Linked DNA regions of Hordeum vulgare: region 2 is linked to region 1. A link is a contact called in public Hi-C data. All regions are on one chromosome and are shown on one strand. The core of a region is the stretch at or near the end of the contact, and the rest is flanking DNA. Distances in the headings are between cores, read along the strand shown. Region 1 holds the start of LOC123438363 (transcription initiation factor IIA subunit 2). Region 2 holds the start of LOC123438842.

The links. A called contact is a pair of places that touch in the nucleus more often than the background predicts.
Region 2: a contact with region 1 is called in a Hi-C map of seedling, with 2.7 times the contacts expected there. The contact joins the promoter of LOC123438842 here to the promoter of LOC123438363 in region 1. A contact is called at or near these places in 2 of 6 Hi-C or Micro-C datasets (leaf and seedling).

The regions. Positions count from the first base shown.
Region 1 is chr1H:8,312,285-8,319,399 of MorexV3_pseudomolecules_assembly, forward strand. It overlaps LOC123438363 (transcription initiation factor IIA subunit 2), which reads left to right and starts at 3,167. Exons shown (of 4, transcript XM_045115775.1): 1 at 3,167-3,387; 2 at 4,035-4,173; 3 at 4,318-4,368. The coding sequence starts at 4,045.
Region 2 is chr1H:8,519,945-8,527,056 of MorexV3_pseudomolecules_assembly, forward strand. It overlaps LOC123438842, which reads right to left and starts at 3,438. Exons shown (of 5, transcript XM_045115809.1): 1 at 3,157-3,438; 2 at 2,899-3,057; 3 at 1,866-1,976; 4 at 1,683-1,749; 5 at 1,027-1,596. The coding sequence starts at 3,369. The coding sequence ends at 1,322.

The sequences.
Region 1 (7,115 bases), core at 1,917-4,416:
CTCTCTCCAGAGTTGGTCGCCACCTGCACAATTCTTGAACAAGCTATTTTTAAATTATTCCTTAAATTTATAATAAATGAACTATTTATTAGACTTGCGAATTAGATTTTAAAATTTTCAGAGCCTGCTTTAAAAAATCACCAACATTTTTTCAAACATTGTGAATGTTTTGGATTCAGTGAATATTTTTCCTAAAATTTATTAATAATTTTAAAAAATGCTAGCATCTTGTGAAATACCATGAATGTTTTAATAAAACTCATGAACAAGTTTCAAAATTTGTGAACCTAAAACAATATGTTTATAAATTTAGGATATATTCATGTAAAATTTGTTTGCAAATTCAAAAAATATTAAGGAATTTTCATAAATGTTTGGGCTTTGAAACAAATGTGCATCATTTCAAAAAAAATTATACAATTTCAAAAGAAAACAGGTTATTCAAAAAATGTTTCTATTTTGAATTTTTTTTGAGTGAACAATTGTTCGGGGGATTTCTTAAATTTGCTTAAAATGTATTTTTTAAATTCTTATCTTCAATTTTGTTCCTTCTTTTGCAAAACATGTTCATGTTTTGAGCTAATATTTGAGCTTAAATACATTTTAATAAAAATCTGAAATGTTTGTTATTCAAAAACAGGGACCTCCTCCGCTCCTCCGCTCCTCATCGCGCCCTGCGACCTCCCGTTTTTGGGGGGATCTGCTGAGGTCGTTTTTTGGCTTGTCCCATATAACAGCCAAAAAAGCGTAGTTCGCTGAGCTTATACGGGATCTTCTGGGGACTCTCTCCAGAGTTGGTCGCCACCTGCACAATTCTTGAACAAGCTATTTTTAAATTATTCCTTAAATTTATAATAAATGAACTATTTATTAGACTTGCGAATTAGATTTTAAAATTTTCAGAGCCTGCTTTAAAAAATCACCAACATTTTTTCAAACATTGTGAATGTTTTGGATTCAGTGAATATTTTTCCTAAAATTTATTAATAATTTTAAAAAATGCTAGCATCTTGTGAAATACCATGAATGTTTTAATAAAACTCATGAACAAGTTTCAAAATTTGTGAACCTAAAACAATATGTTTATAAATTTAGGATATATTCATGTAAAATTTGTTTGCAAATTCAAAAAATATTAAGGAATTTTCATAAATGTTTGGGCTTTGAAACAAATGTGCATCATTTCAAAAAAAATTATACAATTTCAAAAGAAAACAGGTTATTCAAAAAATGTTTCTATTTTGAATTTTTTTTGAGTGAACAATTGTTCGGGGGATTTCTTAAATTTGCTTAAAATGTATTTTTTAAATTCTTATCTTCAATTTTGTTCCTTCTTTTGCAAAACATGTTCATGTTTTGAGCTAATATTTGAGCTTAAATACATTTTAATAAAAATCTGAAATGTTTGTTATTCAAAAAACATTTACATTTTTATAAATAAAATCACGTTGAAATTTTAGAAAATAAAATTCACATACTATAATTATTTAAACTAGATTGTTATTTTTGAGAACAAATCACAGAGAATACAATGGCAAGCGAAGTGGTTCAATTGCTGGAGGTCGGGTGTTTGATCCCTCCACTTCACATAATTTTGGGGGACTTAGATGTGCATTTTAGAACTTTATAAGGATCTAGGTGACACACCTTGGATACTTTTAGGACCAACAATGTATTTTACTCTTTCTTGTTTAGTAATATATCAAATATCAAATATCAAAATAATGTAAACATCAGATAGAGGAAAAATTAATGGTTAAAATTTTATGTGCACGTTTCTATAAGGTTGGATCCAGTAGTGACATTACAAAATTTGTACGAAGTTTGTATACTTATTTGAATTAGTTGCATCATACTACAAACTTAATGGTTTAATTTCTATTAGTTCGCTATCATAGCAAAGTACAATTGTTAAATAAAGTGAGACACTATTCTTTGCTATATTGTAATGTATATTAAATTATATGATGTAAAAAAGTTATGCTTTGAATTAGTTTGGAAAGTTGCATGAAATTAATTTATTTATGCGCATATATGTGTGTGTTCTCTTATAAGTATGTATTTTGAATATCATGGTATCCATTTGTAAAGTGAATGGTGGTTTCTGGTGTATTATTAGCTAAGCATGTTTATAGAAAAATCTAAAGTAGTATGGCAATTGTGTTTTTCAAGTTGGGTTGAATAATAAGTTGTGCATGAATTGTACTTTTAAACAAAATATAATACTCGTTATTGTAGTGATCAAAGAACACAAAAGACCGCTAATTCTACTTTTGCATACTTATGGTTTGGTTATTTGAAATTTGATTCAACATATTCAGTATTTCCTGCTCGTTTCTCAACTAATTTTATTCATATAAGAAAGTAAGCATAAAGATTTAGTTAACATATATTTTCATTAGGGAATGACTAATTAAACTCAACTTTTTCAGTTATATTCTTCCCCCCCGTATGATATACACTATTGATATGTGGCGTGAACTTGCGCTCCTGAAATTGAGTTTTTTTTTTATATATTCAATAATCTTTCAGGGAAATGTGTAACGGTATCGTACTCTCTTGTACTCTATGTACCTAAATACTTGAAGTTGGAGAGAATTAGTACCTAAATACTTGTACTTGAAGAGAACTAATACCTAAATACTTGTAGTTAGAGAGAACTAGTCTTCTCTCCAACTACAAGTATTTAGGAACACAGGGATATAATTTAGTATTTGAGGTCGTCGTCCTCTCGAGGCATGGGGTAATTGCCCTATTTTTACCCGACCTATATGGGTTGTCCTTGACGACAAGAGTTTGCCACTCCTCCGCGCGCCCTCGTGGGGGAGAATCCCGAAGTTGCACGCCCGCGTTAGCACGCTTGGGCCAGGCCGAGACCAACCAGAAGAGGTCGTCCAACGAAGGGACGGAGGGGAGTAGGAGAAAGTGGTCCACCAAGCGATAATAATCCGTAGATATAGCAAGACCCGCTTACAACCTCATGGACGGTAGACCCGAACACAAACAACAACACAAGTAAAAAAAAAAAGTTGCTCGGATCCTTCAAGACCACCGATTCTGTGTTTGGGTCATGTGGCTCCGGCCCGCCCTAGCCCGGCCCGGCCCACGGTGGCCCAGGGGCAGAAGCGTCAACCGGCGCCGACCAGCCACAGCCAGGAGCCGGAGGCAGAGACGAGAGAGAGAGAGAGAGCGATAAAGCAGAGCAGAGCTGCTCATCCGGCTGCTATATATAATCCCCCAATTTCGTCTCCAAACATATAAAGCCTCCCGATTTCGAACCCCCCCATCCCACTCCTCGGCCTCTTCTCCCCCGATCCGAACCCATTCCCACCTCCTCCGCTCCCCGCCGGATCTCGCCGCCAGGACCGTCCGTCCGTCGACCCGCAGGTGATTGATTCCCCTCTCCGTCGCCCCCCCCTTCGATTCCGTCGCGCGGATCAAGCCGCTGCCTGCCGTGTTGCCCTGCCTCCCGGTTCCGGTCCGTCCGGGATCGGCCCTGTCCGCCGGAATGGGCTTCCGCTTTGCTTTTTCTAGGGTTCGTCCGTCCGTCGAGCGGTGGGATGGGGGGGGGGGGGGGGGATTCGTGGGGGGAGTGGTCCGCCTTGGGCTTGCCGTTCCATGGCGGATTCGTCCGTCCATGGATTCGGTGGGAGAGAGACGGCGACGAAATGGAACCGCGCCGGAAAAGGAAAAAAGAACCATCTTTTATCCTTCGTTCCTTGTAGGGTGGGGGAACGGCCGACCTGCATCTATACCGGAGGAACCGGCCGGCCAGATGACGCACGGGAGGGAGGGAGGGGCCGTTGATTCCGGTTGATTTGATTCATGCCTAGTACTAGCACGCACGCACTACCAGCTTAATTAGTCTACTCGTTCGTATCGGATCATCAAATGGGGGATCTTTTCTTCATACGGAGTATATATGCGGTTGACAGTTCCACATGGCATGAACGAATCGGCTCTGGTTGTTGGTGTTGATACCACTAGCCTTAGCCTTATGCAACATCTGACGAAACCGTGCTTGTTTGCGGCAGGCGAGGCGATATGGCCACCTTCGAGCTCTACAGGCGGTCCACCATCGGCATGTGCCTCACCGAGACGCTCGACGAGATGGTCTCCAGCGGCACCCTCAGCCCCGAGCTCGCCATCCAAGTGCTCGTCCAGTTCGACAAGGTGCTCTACCCGCTCTGCTGCCACATTCTCTCTTCGGTTACCGTCCAGTTGGCCTTCTTCCCCTTCAGGTTGGGGAACATCATAATTTGCCTTATCTTGCGGATGATTTGATTTATGGCTTGCCTGTGTTTATCGTGTGTGCAGTCTATGACCGAGGCGCTGGAAAACCAAGTGAAGAGCAAGGTTACTGTCAAGGTACGTGCTTTGGAAGAAAAAAAACTTGTCATCTTTTCGCGCCATTTCGGCGTATGCCTGCTCGGTGGTCCCATTATTTTTTTTGTATGCCGCTGTGAATTAATTTGTCTGTCTGGTTCTAAAAAAGTTATGACCTTTTGGGGCATGATAAATATGTTTGCTTTTCTAGAGAGCGGTCGATCAATATCCACACGACACGTGGTACCGGTGCTAAGTTGCACTGCAGTTCAGCTTGCGCAGAACTCTGTAAATGAAACAAGCCTTAACTTTTTTTTTGTCTTGCTACGTATATTGCTTACTAAAGATGTGGTTCACTGTTTCCAAGGCCGTAAGGGCAAAGGTCCTGGGAAATATGTCTTGCCTGGGTTCTGTTGCCTGGGATGTCGGTCAATTTGGGGAAACTCTGGAATTGTGTAAAAATCCTGTTTTACTAAACAAAACCTGTTGACATAGTATGTGTTCATATCTAGAAAGATCTTCTGAAGCTACCACTTACTCATTGTGGCCATAGTTTCAGTCACCTGAATTTACATGATGTCAAATAGTACTGTTTTTTTCTCAATATCCAAAGCATTAACATGGAATTTGGAAGAAAATACCCATTTGTAGCACAAATGATTTGTGTTGGGATTTTTTGCTTGCCTGATTGATCTTGAACAAAATGAATGAAGTTATCAACATAGTGTCAAATAACTTCTCATATCCGATTGTGGTTCATGGTTCACCGTAAAAAAAAAAAGGATTAGCCCTTGGTGGCATCTTTTGCTAGGAAGAAAGGTGAGCACCAAACCTTGCGGAGGCTGAGCCTCGAACACGGGTTGCCAGGCTGCGAGCACTTCAGCCTGCTCTAGCTAGCCACCCAAGCAGACGCTCGGTCTTGTCCATGGTTCACTATAGCCTGCCATCATTCACCATACCAGGCACCATTAAGGATTTCATTGATTACTAAAGATACAGCTAATTTTTTCCAAGGCCATAAAAGCAAAGGTCCCGAGGAATCTGTTTGCATATGTTGTTCTGAGTTCTAGGGATGTCGCACAATTTGGGGAACTCTGGCATTGTGTAAAAAAAATACATAACAAAACCTGTTCACATAATGTATGCTTACACCTAAAAATGGACCTTCTGAAGCTGCCACTTATTTCTTATTTTTCTTTTATTTGCAACTTCTTCTGAAGTTTGCATGATTTCAAGTTCTACTGGGTTTTCTCAATACCCAAAACGTTAACATGGAGTGTGAAAAAAAATCCATTTATGGCACAAATTTGGAGTGGCATGTGTTGGATTTTTTTTAGAATTTTTCGCTTGCCTGAAATTGTCGCAATAGCATTAAACGAATTCTGATATCAGATATGACGGCTAATGATTCACCATAAAAAAACTCGATCAACCAGGACTAGCCTTTTGTGGCATTCTTTTTAAAAAGAAAGGTGGGCACTAACCCTTCGGAGGCTGAGCCTCGAACACGGGTCGGCGGGCTGCGAGCACTTCAGCCTGCTCTAGCTAGCCACCCCAGAAGACGCTCTGCCTCGTTCATGTTTCAGTTGCCAAAGGATTTCACTGAATCCTGGTGTCCACATTGTATTTTAACGTGATAGAGAACTGATTAACTTAAATCGGGGATGATCAAAATCATATGGATTGACCAATTATTTTGTTTTCTTTCAATTATGTGTAACACATTTACTTTGTTTTTTCTGTAAAAGGAGTCCCCTGTCCTTTTGTAGAAACTAAAGGTAATTTTCCTGCAACACCTTGTGAACAAATACCACTTGTGGCATGAAATAAAAACGTAGCTGTAACTCCGCTAACGGCATTCTTTATCTCAAGGCGGTCAGACCTGAATATCACCTTTTGGGCAGTTTTTGCAGTACATAGTATATTACTATTATCTTGAAATTGCAAAACAGGGAGCAGGCTAGGTGGTATCCGGGCGTGTTGCTGGTCCCCAGTGAGCTGACTAAACCCTATTCTCTCCTATCAACTCTGTTACCTCCCTCTGTGCGCCGCCCGGGTGTCATGGGTCAACCAAGCCAAGGCTTGCCGGAGGCCCAAACCTCTCCCTATCATCAGCCACAACTACAACCTCCGCCACGTTCCACCCTCCAATATCCCACCACATAAGACCCAGCCATACAAAATCCTGTTGGTCTTAGTTTTGCAAATGTCGGTAAGAGACCGTAAGATTGTGAGTAACAGATATGGAGAACCAGATCAATGAAATCTTCAAGTAACAACACATAGAACAGTCTCTGTTCCATTTTAAAATTGACCAGCATACTAGTGCTACAACAAATATTGTGAATTCACATTTGATCCACAAGCAACAGTTTGCTGCCTGTATCCTGTTTTTTGTACTCGAAAACATCTAAAGCGTAATAATTACCATTTTTTTTATACGTTGCTGGGCCTAGTTGATAAGAGCACAGAGGGCGCGAGCATGAACTGGTTCCTGGCTTCCTGTTGCTGTTTGAGTGGAGTTCTTCTAGAGGGTTGACGGTGTGCGTATAATCTGGCGTTGACCTGGATTCTTGGTTGCAAATTTAGGGATGGAACCTGGCATCGATCAATCTCCCGTCAATTTGCTGAAACTGTTCCCACAAAAACAAGTTAATTTTTTGTTGAAAAATATGTAGAGCCGTCAATTGGTTCAGTAAACCAAGATACTCTTTGCCATTCTAGGAAACCTCCTTTGTTTAATGGATCTCTTTTAGTTTATGTATGCATTGACGCGGGAGGAGAGTGGA
Region 2 (7,112 bases), core at 2,188-4,687, 210 kb after region 1:
TAAAAAAACAATTTAATATTCAAAAACAATTAGTTGATTAAAACAATGTTCATGCATTTCAAAAATGTTCGTGAAAAATCATTTTTTGTGAATCCCAAAAAATGTTCTTGAATTAATCGATCCATGCTGTAAAAAAGACCTCCAATAACTCCATCATATCTATCGACTTGGGCTGTAAAAACACCCCCAAAATCCAGAAAACTAAATCGGGAATCTTAGATGCACGGGATGAAAAGTAATATACGATGATCTAGGACAACTTTTGTTTTAATTATACGTATTTTTTCAGAACAAGATGCTCGAAGAGAACGTAAGCAGCAAAAACGAGCGTCCGACAAAGTATGGGCCCAGAGCGAAATGGAGAAGCCCAGCCGAAGTCAGAAATATGTATCAATAATAAAAAATAATGAACCCGATGCCTTCTCTAGAAGTTAATTCGAGTTTCTAGCGCTGAGAACACGAGTTTTGGCCGATCTTATAGGTTTTGGTCCATTCGGCTCCAGTCTCGGTTTTTCGGTTCGGTAGTTCGGTCAACGATTAATATGCCCATCCCTACTAACATGCATCATTACTTTTTTTCATAAATATATGTTTTTATCACATGAATTTCCTTGTTTCCCCTTACTTTTCAAGTCTATATGGTTTTGACAATTATCTGGCTATTAGGTTTGATGGGCCCAACTCAGATTTTGAAATATACATAACCTAATAATAATCCGATTTATTCATCACAAAACTAAACTAATCTAGTTGCATTTTCTCAACAAGGAAAACTGATCAAGTTGCAAGAAATGCCTTTTTTCGATCCAGAATTTGAGACAATATATAACCACTGATTAACAAAATTCGTAACAACTTTTCAAAAAGTAACACACCCAGAACCTAAACACTCTTAAATATCAAATTCTGAGGGCAGGCGGCAACTGTTACTGTCACCCACACTAGTACCAAAAATACATAATGTGGTTTACCTCACCACTAGCGTTGCCGAGACAAAAAGGACCAGCATTTCTACTGCTCCGCACATTCAAGAAACAGACCGATGGCATGTATAAGAACAGACATGCCGAACGGCACATCAGAGGTCAACTTATTCATTGTTAACTAGAGCAAATGTCTTGAAAGATTCCGTATGGATGACACAAACACAACACAGGCTGGTCAGGCAAACGAGACAACGAATCCTTCCAAGGGAGCACCTCACCACGGCTGTTCTTCAGTAAATCTCAACAGATGGACTAGACGACTGCGGATCCAGCTACTACTCTCTGGCTCCAAGCCCGCCAAGAAAGACGGACCCTGCTGCAAACGGGAACTCGTACTACGCTGAAGCACCAGCCTCCTCCTCCTCTTTCCTCTTGCGGGCCCACTTCGGGCTGACCTCGATGAGCCTGTGAGGCATGAGCTGCTTCTCCTTCCGGGTGAGCTTCTTGTAGTTCATGACTCTGAGTTTCGCAATCTTGGCTTCCTCCTCGGCTGTGGCTTCTCTGACCACCACTGTCAGCCTGCACCTAGGTCTCTCCCTGACACCACACCTCCCTTTGGCATGGTAAGCGAGCCTCTTGAGATAAATTCCTTTTCCCACAAAAGCCTCTTCTGCAGTGTCGTCGAGGAGGAGGGTGATGAGATTTAATTTATTGCAGACATGGAGGTAAATGTGAGCAGCTTTGTTGCAATCTTACCCACAATAAGTTTATCTGCATCCAGTCCATGGTTGTGAGCTGCGTTCGCACGAGCAGAATGGATCACCTACAGCAATTGATAGGAAAAAAATCTCATGAAAAACATAAATGGTCAGTTTGGACCTATCGCAGAAAGAAGCAGGGTTACTTGAGTAGGCAACTTTTTTTTGCTGATTGCCAAACCTGGTACAAAGTTTTCGCAGCCCTTTTAACCGTCACTTGCAACTGTAAAAGGGCATCTTCCACGCGCATTCCTCGAACCAGCTTGGCTACCAGATTCACCTTCTTGGGGCTCTAAAACAACCAGGAACATTAAGATCAACTGGAGAAATAAATATCTCTTTGTGGCACTAGCAAAATATTATTAGGCAGTACAGCAGTTCATGGAGTTCGCTGGACAGCACAGGACTGGTTCCTCTACGTGCTCTTTATTACAGTCTAGCCAAGTGAGACAAGAAAATGGTTTCAAATCAATACATAAACTGAGTAATGAATGACCAGTTCATGAAATCCTGGCAACGAATAACCAGTTGATATAAAGTCTGCTAAGCAGCCCTAGTCTCTCCATGTGCTTTGTATTAACTATCAAAGCAAAGTGAGATACGCAAATGTTTTCCAACCAATATATAAATTCAGTGACGAATAACAAGTTGATAAAGTCTGCCGCACAGCCCTAATCTCTCCTCGTGCTGATTAAGGCCCTGTTCGGAGCCCCTCCAGTCCACAACTCCGCTCCCGGAGAAGCCGGAGGTGCAGTTTAAAATCACGGAACCCCTGTTCGCTCGCTCCTCAGATCCTGAGATTTTCGGGAGCTGGTGGATGGACTGCCGAACAGGGTCCAAGCCCGCTACAAAGCCTTAATCTCTCTACGTGCTCATCATTGCATTCCAGCAAAGTGCGATAAGCAAATGTGTTACCAACCAAGGTACAAATTTAGCGGTGGATAGAAGCTACAAGCACGCCTTAAATTCACAGCAAGAAACACTTGCAGCTTCCGCTAAGGATATGTAGTAGTGCATAAGCATTATACTCTCGGCGTTATGACTAACAGCGGGGGCTACGTAGCCGTTGCGGATCTCAGGATCACATGTTCAACAACCGCAGACGGCGTGCGTAAAAAGGTTAATGATTTATAATGCTCGGTCTTTTGCTTACTCAGGCAGTTTGATATCTCTGAGGAACATAACCAACAAACTACTACTGAGGTTTTGTTTACCTGCTTGATGTCCTTCTTGATGGCCTGGACTTTGAGCCGCTTCACCACGGCCCCCTTGTCGTCGGTCCCTTCCGCGGCACCCAACGGCGATGACAACGGGGACGAGACGGGGACCATGGAATCGTCTCCGGCAAGCAGGCTCCTCGTGGTCGATATCCCCTGCAAAGAAACAATCAGATTTCAACACCGAGCAGTAGGAAACATAGCAATGTGGATCGCGTATGAGAAGCCGGGGCAGGAGAGGGGCGGTGCACCTACAGCGTTGCGGATCAGCTGGTGGAGGGAGGAGGGGGAGGGGGCGACGGCCGCCGGGCGCAGGATGTCGATCAGCGCCGCCGGGGCGCGGCCGCCGCGCGGGAAGGGTGGGGCGGAGGAGAGGTGGCGGGAGAGGAGGAGGCGGGCGGAGGTGGTGGAGGCCGAGGGGGAGAGCAGCCTGCGCGCCATGGCAGCGGCGGCGGCGGCGGCGGCCATCGGCGGCGACGCAACCCTAGCGGGAGCTCCGGAAGGAGGAGAGAAATGGGGATCGAGAGCCGTGTGGCCCACAAGGGGTTTAGAGATGGGTTTAAGTTTTTTGTTTTCTATCTGTGGTTTGGGTTGGGCCTGAGGTCCAATGGGCTTTCGGACAGCCCATCCAAGCCCATGTTGAGTTAGTCAGTTTTCTTAACACAATACAGACGCAGATGCTCATACATTCATGAATGCCTATCAATGCCCGCACACATCCTATCCCCAAGAACGTCTGATACATCATCCCAAAATTGACCTGAAAATGTAAGCACGAGTGTCAAATCTAAAACTTGAAACATGGCGGGCCAAAGATACCACTGTCCTTCTAAACAACCCAAAAAAGAATGTCCTCCTATAAACATTCAATCATAGGCCGGTTCGCTCCGAGTTTGTTTATCGTTTCGGAATGATTTAGCGAAACATCTAAAAAGATGATCAAGGTTCGCGTGTGGTTCAAGGTTCGCGTGTGGTTGCTCCGTTTCTCTGTTGAATGCTGCATATTTTTTTTGCTTTTTGTTTTCTTCTACATGGCTTTTTTTATTTTTATTTTTGTTCTTTTTTCTCAGGGTTTGGTTTTGACTGGTTTTATTTTGTTTTTATTTTCCACTTTTTATTTTTTATAGTTTCTGTACTACAAACTTTACTAATATTTGGTGAACAGTTTTAAAAAGATATACTCAAAATTTTATTATTATACGTTGAACATGTTTTTCACACACAATGGACATTTTTTTACATACGAAGAACAATTTCTATATGTGGTATTTATTAATATACGGTGATGTTTCTCCTAATACACACCAAAATATTTAAAAATATGCTCCTAATTTTTTAAATATTTTTGTATTTTTAAAAATAGGTTTTTTATTTAGATCCGTTTGAAAAATATAGACAGTCGGTTTTTGAATGAAAAACCCCAACTAGAACAGAAGAGAAGAAAGAACAAAACAGACCCGCGTAAGAAGTGGGTCGGACTATTATGGCATGTACAATGGTTGATAAGATAGTTTATCTAAAATCTTGCATGTAATTTAGAGATGGAAAAGAAAAGAGTCTACAATGAATCATCTCTTAGCCTTATCTTTTATAATTAGCTATTCCTAAAAACAAGGTGAGACATATTGTGCTAAAAGATCATCTCTTGTCTTCTCTAAAATAAAAGAAGGCAAAATCTTTTTTTCGAGTTCTTTCTCTCCACCTCATCATTTATTCTATGTGACGCTCCTAACATAGCATCACAGGTCATAGCTTCTTCTCGTGTCTTGTCCGCTAGGCACCCACAATAAAAACAAGAATGGCAATGATATATATACATTACAAGCGCAGACATGTATTCACCTTTGGACCGTTGAGCTCCAGGACTACCTATATGACCTGGGTCACTTTCATGTGGACCACCTTATCAAACGGGTACCCAATGGGTCTGTGAGGCTATTTCCAATCCATATCCCATGAGTTTTCGGGTATCAACGTACAAATTTCTAACCGTTGAATTATGATTGGACTTCAGGTTGTAATTAGTGTAGAACAAGTATGTTACTGCAATATGTTGTATTCTAAGCCGCTTATATATCATATGAGCGCCACACATTATACATAGAGAATAGAAAATAAATTAATTAGCTGGGTTTTAGTGAGAGGGGAGGCTAAATAGATGTGTGTGTTAATTTGAAGTTTGAGTTATCCCTAACACAATAACTTAAGTAGAAAGAGATCAATAGACAAATGTTATGGGCTAAACTTGAAGATTTGCTTTGCAATCAGGGAGATGGGATATTGTAAAATTTATATGTTATATATACATAAACCGCCAAACATAAACATAATTATCTAAAACGCAATTGCTTGGTTCAATCAAAGCGTCTTAATGATAAAACACTCTCAAAACAAGCAATCAACCAACACTGCATGCATTGTGCAAATTTACAATCTCAAAACAAGGGATCCAAAAGTTAGTCAATCGTGCACACAAAGTACCGATTGAATCTTGAACAAGAACAAGGATGGCATGAACATTTACTAAAGATAAAACCAATGGAACTCCAAACAAATATAAGGTTTTAGTATTTTCCTCTGACTACTAAGATGTTTCAGTATTCTGTTCGACTCAGTCTCAGCCTCTCAGGCCTAGAAGCGTGTACATTCATACAAGAGCAAACCGTCTCAGTAATTATGGATGCCTAGCTACATGAATGGTACTCCTGCTTCGTGGAAATTCTTGAGGGTAACCAATGGGTGGCCACCCATGGGTGCTCAGTCAATACAATGGGCAAGCGGTGGTCCATATGCCTAGACATGCATATATGCAACCAATTTTGCACCAGCCGCACAAAACCCATGAAGCTCTTGTGGCCTCAAGCGGCCTTCGTGCACCATCTCCTATTTTAGGCATCAGCCACCTTCATAAGCCTCCACATGAAGCATCTCATTGGAAGCGACAACATCTCTCTCAAATCATCCCTCGCCCACTTGGTAGGACAACCGGTGGTGTGCATTCATCGATGGGCATCGTGTCACTCATGATATTGGCCGACTGGCCTCGGTGAAGGTTGCTTCCATCACGACAAACTTGTTAGCGGTTGCACTGACCATTGTTTCCATCATGGTAGCAATCACATTGGTTTCGACGGCGAGCGCCACCAAGAAGTCCATTGATGCCATGAACTCCTCTGTCCAAAGGGGCCTTGGAAAGATGTCGTGGTCAAGGAGGATGTCAATAAGGCTGTTGGGGACGAGAAGAAAGTGGCCACAATTACCACCGCCTACAGCCCGTTGATGCAACCAGTGTCATCACCCTCGCTCACAAGTTTGTCATGATGGATAAAACCTTTCAACGGGCAGCTCGGCCAATAGCATGAGTGTCACCCCTTCCACGAATGCACACCATCACAATTGCAACAAGGATTAGCTTGGTATATGGGTGAATATTTCTCCGTGGAAATGTAGAAAATGGCAGATCCTATATAAGTAAGTAGTTGATGCACAATACCTCTATTCTTTTAAAACACACACAATCATATATATCACCTCATTAATTACTTTATTTTTTCTATTATTTAGTTGCATGCTTCACTTTAGTATTTTTTCTATCCATAGAATCCAACCACATCAATAAGTAATGCTTATTCGTCACACCATTATCACCATCATAGTTAACTCTCACAATTTATACATGTTGTTCCTATCTATCCAACTCATCCACATCAATAAGTCATGCACATTTTTCACATCATCAACATGCAACCACAACATATTTAGTTTTCATAATTTATACATTTTCCCTATACATGCAACTCATCCACCATAATAATAAGTCATACATGTTTGCCATGTCATCAACTTGTCATCTCTCATGCTTAATCCTCATAACTTATCTACATCATTATCCTACCAATTTTAGCATGTGTTACCACTACAATGAGAGAGTTAACTTTTTTTTTTTTGCAGGAAAAGAGAGAGTTATCTTCGATTCTAGTATACCCAAATAGTTGCTTCTCACTACTTTTATTTTTCTCAATATGCACATGTGCCACCTTATCACACATGTCACCTCATTAATTACTATTGTCTTCCTATTTTTTTCGGTTGCATAATCCAGCTTACTATCAGGGGCAGACCGAGAAGGAAAATGAATCGGTGTCCCTGTTTTAAAGAAGACACATTTTCCATCTAATGATAGGATGTCACACACTACACTATATACATGA